2 separate regions of the Anas platyrhynchos genome follow, and region 2 is linked to region 1. A link is a contact called in public Hi-C data. All regions are on one chromosome and are shown on one strand. The core of a region is the stretch at or near the end of the contact, and the rest is flanking DNA. Distances in the headings are between cores, read along the strand shown. Region 1 holds the start of RXFP2 (relaxin family peptide receptor 2). Region 2 holds the start of B3GLCT (beta 3-glucosyltransferase).

Region 1 (3,186 bases), core at 93-2,592:
ACAGTTCCAAAGCAGAGAGAGAAGCAGGGAAGGTCTCCTTTGCAGCTGGTCACAGCTCAGTCCCCTGAACAGACAACTTGCTAAGAATGGGATGCCAACAACCAGCAATGACATTCACTTCACTGTTTCATGTGATCCCCACATAATCCTGCATGACCCTCTGTTATATTTTTAATTTTCATGTGCTGAAACCAAATGCCATCCATCCCTTCTTTTAGAATAGGCAGTGCCTGGGAAGATAGGATGTGCAAAACAGAGACAGAGCCAAACAGTGCCAAGCAAGGCACCTTTAGGCCTTTCCACCTATGCTGACTTCAATCACCTTCTGCATTTCAATGCTGGTAAATGTCCACATTTCCACCTGCTGTTTCAGAAACTGCAGAAACTCTACAGTGCTACACAGCACTACAAAATACAGGTGGAAATGTGCCACATCCCACTCTCACCTTCCTTTGCCTCCCACATTCAACATAAAGAGCACCGTGGGCTGGGATCGTAAATGCCTCTGAGATAATTGTGGTGGCTGAAGTCAAATACATTCTTGAACGAGTCCCCACCCTCACTTAAATTGTTCTTTGCCTTGCATAGAAGTGAATGGCTGTTTGGCCCTCTAACATTGGGTAGTTTTTATTGTAGGGTGTAGACCATCCATACACATCACATTTTTGTAGTCCCCTTTTCTGAAGATTTTTGCATTCTTCCTGTTAGCTGTTTTATTTCAAAGTATTGTAGACAAAAGTTATCAATAATTTGAGGTTATGTACTAATGTACTACAATCTTTTTGCATTGATTTTCCCCATTTAAGTCAAAATATAGCATGGAAGAACATAATGTCGCTCATCATGTATATTGGTTAAATGCACTGCAAACTCATATGAAATGATGTATAATGTTAGAAGAACGTGTCTGCCTTATTTAATTTTAAATACAGATAGTGGTGTAGGAAAAGATCTTTCACATGTCTGTAGTATCCTCTTCTGGGAAAAAAAAAAAAAAAAAGTTTTCACTGAGGACACATAAAGGCGTAACACGGGGCAGAAAAATATTAACTTTTCATAATAATAATTAGGGCACAAGTGTAATGAGCCTTCTTTGAGAAAAAAACTTTAAGAAATCACCCTTGGAGACAGCAAAGGGGCTGATTTCAGTGGCCCAGCTGTGCGCAGTGTTTAATGTCATGTGTAAGCATTTGGGTGTTAATCTTCAGTCGGCTTTGTAATTAAAAAATCTGAATAACATCATTACTCTGTAATCCCAGCTGTGATACGACAACAGCAAACTGTTTAGAGATTTTCATTTTCCTTATAAAAGTAACTTCGTATGTAAAGAAACACCTCGGATCCAGAAATCGCCCTGTCAGAAGTGAGTTGTGAACGCAGTAAAATCGGAATCCCTTGCGCTCTTTCTCAGGCACAAGCAGTGGCAAACCAGGAGCCAGACAAGACGTCTGCGATGGTTTATGACAAGTGCTGACAACCTGGTGGGTGAGAGGGAGCAGGGGCTGGGAGCATGCTCGGTGCCACGCATCCCATCCTGGCTGGGGCTCTGCAGGAGGGCAGCTGCAAGGGGCCCAGAGCAGAGCACGGCTCCATGGCCACACTCATCCCCTTGCCCGTCCCGTCCCCTTCGGGCTCCGAGGATGCTGTTCCTGCTCCGTGTCATTCTTCTGTTAGGAATCAAAGGTAAGACCACTTCTCACTTAATTCTTTATTAGCCTGAGTGCCTTTTGGGACGCATTAACAAGAAATTTCATTTAAAGTGAGGAATCGGTAAGGAATTTTCATTTGCATGATTTTGTTATACTTTTTTTTTTTTATTATTATTTTAAGTTTAAAGCAGGTGAGAAAATCTGATTTTGTAAAACGATTGAATTGCCCAACCAGGTTGCTTTAAATTTTGATTAAATTTATCAGCTACAAAACTAATTGATAAAGCCATGCTTTTTCAAAAAATACCCAATGTAATGAAACATTGTTCTGATCAGCAAGCTTCGCCTCTGTATCATAGCACACTTTCTACATATTAGGTGAAAAAAAGGAAGCATTTAACTTAGCAACTAAGTTTTCATGGGTATTTCCCAATTTAAGCAAAACTTGTGGTAATTCAGTGAAGCAAATATTTTCAGTATAAGCAAATTCAAAATAGAACGATACATTTAAGCAAGCATGTTGAATCTTAGAAACAATTGCCTAAAATATTGCTTCTATGAGAAAACTTATTTTTCATTAGAAACACTAGTTTAGCAACAATATACAAGTGGAAGTTACAGTCTTTCCTTTAAACAAATTTTCAAAAATTAAAATATTTCAGTTCCTACACACATTAATTTTTAATAATAATAGTTTTCTTATGCTTAGCAATTCTTGAAGTATTGTAGGAAAGTGAATAAATGGTTTTCATTGTAATTAGCTCATGAATGGCAATTCTTAAGCTTGTGGAAAGTTCTTTAATGAAATAGCATTTTTTTTCTAATAATGCAGAGTGTTATCAAAGTAAGAAAATGAAATGGCAAGTGCATTACTAGGAAGAAAATAAATTAAAAAGAAAAAGAAAATGCCAGCCTGTTAGAAATGGAAAACAAGTAAGAGAGAATATATTATTTGTTCTGTAGACAACCTGTTATAAAGGAGTGGAATATGCAGGATTAGAAAGTATTGAATTTTATTAAATACTCTATTTAAAGATATCTTTTAAATTGCTGTTTTGCTTATCACTGGAGAACATTGTGCTAGTGTAAAATGTTTATTTTAACGTAAAGTTGTTTTCATTATCTTTCCAAAATTGACTTTAAGACAAAACATCTAGTGAGTCAACTTTCCATTCCTCATATTGCTTTCATTGTCACAAGTCTGATTAGCTGAAACAAAAGTTAGAAGTAGCTTATTACAACCACCACCACCCCCTTACTATCTTCCCTATTTACACACCATGAAATGAATCTTTATTTATTTGGGACAGTTAGAAAAAAATATGAATATCCCTTCTATTATTTCAAATTGCTTTTTCCATAAATAAAGAAGCAGACAAGCAAACGGCTGTATTACTAAAAGGTCATTATTTCTCAGCTGCTCCCCCTCCATAATAGACAATAAGGGCTGAGACAATTTTGCATCAGAGCGTTCAGACGAGAGAGGGACCGAGTCCACAGTGACACAGGTACAAGCAAGCATCGCAGGGAAGGGGAT
Region 2 (3,312 bases), core at 776-3,275, 130 kb before region 1:
CTTGAAAGTGAGAAGTAACGTGTTTATCCCAACTGTTGAGGGCACGATCACTGTTATATGCATACTTGCAGAAACCAGCGCAGAACAGAGAAATAGGAGAAAGGGCAGGAAACGTGTCTGAAACCTACAGGGAAAAACAATGAAATGCAGATATACATGATACGCAGAAGGATTCATAACTTTTATATTGTTATGGGTTTAGAAATTGAAGGATAACTTAATACTTTTTTTCCTGGTAATGAGCATGCATGTAGAATTAGAGAAATAAACATAGTATGAAGGTTTCTACTTCCTTTGTGTAAGAATAATTGTTCTTGAGGCCAGTAACTTATTTAGTGAATCAGAATGTCAGCAAAAAGAGATTGTTCTGTAAGGGAAATAACAAACTGTGGTTGCTCACTCTTGCGTCCAATTTTCCCCTTCTCTCCAACACCAAGTAATATAAGATGGATCTATGCAACTAGATTTAGCAAGTCTCAATCCCCAAAGAAGTCTGGCTAATATATTTCTATTGCGGTGGTTTTAAGGGAAGTGTGAAGTCTGCTACCAAGTTACGGTGATATAGATGTGCTTGACTGAACTTGCAATGAGAGTGAACATTTATCACTATGAAAAGATTTCCATTCATCTTCAAAATCACCTCTCTGGCATACTTAAGGTACCCTACTGAATGCTTGATCTGTCAGGAAAAGAAGGCAGTAGATCTAAAAGCTGCAGAGTATTTATGAAAGGTCTAGGTCAGGTACTGTGCTGTTGGCCTTACTGAATTAAAAACAGGCAGTTTATGGTTTTCCTGGAGGCTGAACCAGATGTGTCCAGTAAGATCAGTGGGTACTGAGTGATGGGGTTGGTAGGAGGGGAGTATCTGCGATGGAAATCTTCTGTATTTGATGGGAAAATGTGTACATACAGATCTTTAGGGAAATCATGGCTATAAGTACCCAGTGTGTAAGCAATTGTTACCTCAAAATGCCAGGTGTCACACTAAATTGCTTTTAAGGGCACAGAGGACCTACACCTTACATGTAAGTAAAAGCAAGATTTTTTTTTGTTAAATAAAATGTAAAGGATTATTAATTCTCATTATTAATGCAGACCTCGTTGCTACAAATGAAAAAAAATGACAGTGAATGGTGAAAAAATGACAGTGCAGTTAACATTGCACACACACCACTTGGTTTCTACACCTTTGCTTCATACTCCAGAATACATGGGGAGTCATTTTTTTGTTTGTGAACAAGCTTTCATATTTGTGATCTTTCTCTGAAATAAATGTGCGGGCAGGTCAAGAAAGTTCAGACTGGCTGCAACCCCAAGGCCTTACACACAGAATCACACACACACAGAATATACACATTCAATAAAAAATACACATTCAATAAAAAACTTGTGGCCTGTTCATGGCAGTCCAAGGGCTATGGGGTTACACAGGGAGTTATGAGGTGGCTGCCTGGAGGCTTAGCACCCTCTGGGGCAACACTTTGTGAGGCATTGAGGGCTGTATTAGGCCACTTGTTAATTTGGACCGTGTTTCTGTAGGAGTGCTGGGTATCATTTGACAATATTTAAGTTTGTTCATGAGAAATGAAGAAAAAAAAAACTTCTTTAAATTGGACAATGGAGAAGCCTCGTTGGAGGACCTCCTTTGGAGTTTGCAATTGAGCATTAAGAACTAAAGACATCTTAATTGTTTTTTTGGTAATGGCTGCTTGATGTTTGATAGTGGTTACGGAGCGCTGTGCTAATCTGGAGGATTTGGGGCTCTAATATTGCCAACTTAGTCCGTACCTATATGATCTGTAACTGTACAGCCCGTAACCACACGGTCCGTAACTATAAATGCGGGCACGTTTCATTATTAAGGGTTTTAAAACTAAGGACTTTTAAATTTTAAAAATCCTCCGGCCGCAGCCGCCCCTCAGGCAGTCACCACAGGGGCGAGAGGCCGGAGCGGGCGGGCGGCCGCCCGCCAGAGGGCGCCGGGGCCCCATTGCGCCTCCCTCCCCCCCTTCCTCCTCCTCCTCCTCCTCCTCCTCCCGGCGCTGGCGCCCGGTCCTGCCGGGCCCTGGCGGGGGAGGGAGGGGAGGAGGGCGGGCAGGCAGCGGCGGCACCGCCACCAGCCGGAGGCCGCTCGGCAGAGGCGGGCAGCGCCGTGCCCCCCTCCCCGCTCCTCTCCTCTCCTTCCCCCGCCGCCATGGCTCGGCGGCAGCCCGGCTGCGAGCGCTGGCTGCTCCTCGCCGCTTGCGCCCACGTCCTCGTCCTCCTCCCGCCGCCCCGGAGCCGCGGTGAGTGACCGGCGGCCGGGGCGCCATGGCGAGGGTGAAGGGAGGAGGGCAGGGGACGGGACGGGAGGGAAGGGGACGGGGCACCCCGGCCCTTCGCCCTTCCCCTCAACTTTGTTTGAGGGCGGGCAGCGGGGCTCGGCCGCCCGGGCTCCCCTCAGCTTCCCGCCACGGCGCCGCCTGAGGGGAGGCGGCGGCGGCTCCGCGGGCAGGGGGCAGCCCTCGAAAAACCCCTTCCCTCAACAGCCCTGCCCTCAACAACTCTTTACCTCAAAAATCTTTCCTTCAAAAACCCCATTTTCCCTCAATAACCCATCAACAGCGTGTGGAAACCGCCCCCCTGAGCCCTGTGCTCCCGGACTAAGAGCGGGTGTCTCAGAGGGGAGAAAAGCTGCCCAGTTTCCTTCATCGCGAAAGAAAAAATAAAACCTATTTTCTTGATGTGTCTTGATTTCTAGAGACCTTTTCTAGGCAGGTGGGGGGAGATTGCGAGAGAAGGGTTTGTCAGCAGTCGGCTCGCCACGGGCTCTTGGAGTTAGCTGTTGCCTGAAGTGCGGAAAGCTGAAATAAACGTTCACAGCTGTTCAATTTCTCCTTATTTGTGTTCCCAAACGCACCCAGGCTCTGTCAGCATGGGCTCATCAGCTCATTCTGAGCCTTTGGGTTTGATTGCCTTCTGCTAGCGTGGCTCGTGGATCAAAATCCTGCCGGAGAAACCTCGTACAAATAAATCCAGTTTTAGGCAAAGTGAAAGGGTGATATTTTGATTTTTGCCTTGTAAAACATTTTTCCTTTTACCTGTGCAGCTTGGGCTTTGCAGTCCTGATACCCTACTGCTCGTCCTGAAGCTGTGTTTCATGCCTCTAAGAATGAGTAATTTTTCCTCCAGCAAGATGCTGTGGCACCCGTAACTTCTAAGAGGGTTGTGATAACACTGAGGATAGCAGCTTCAATTTCCCTGTGTGTGTATGTGTATATAAATATGTTTTATAGGCAGAAGTGGAAAAACTCGTGTTCTTGCTTGTGCAGT

Evidence for each region. Hi-C and Micro-C count contacts between places; a contact is called where the count stands out from the background.
Region 2: a contact with region 1 is called in a Hi-C map of liver, with 3 times the contacts expected there. The contact joins the promoter of B3GLCT here to the promoter of RXFP2 in region 1. A contact is called at or near these places in 3 of 8 Hi-C or Micro-C datasets (liver, skeletal muscle and subcutaneous adipose tissue).

What each region holds. Positions count from the first base shown.
Region 1 is chr1:184,386,091-184,389,276 of IASCAAS_PekinDuck_T2T, reverse strand. RXFP2 (relaxin family peptide receptor 2) reads left to right here and starts at 1,342. Exons shown (of 18, transcript XM_027470037.3): 1 at 1,342-1,683. The coding sequence starts at 1,461.
Region 2 is chr1:184,519,209-184,522,520 of IASCAAS_PekinDuck_T2T, reverse strand. B3GLCT (beta 3-glucosyltransferase) reads left to right here and starts at 2,025. Exons shown (of 15, transcript XM_027470010.3): 1 at 2,025-2,285. The coding sequence starts at 2,195.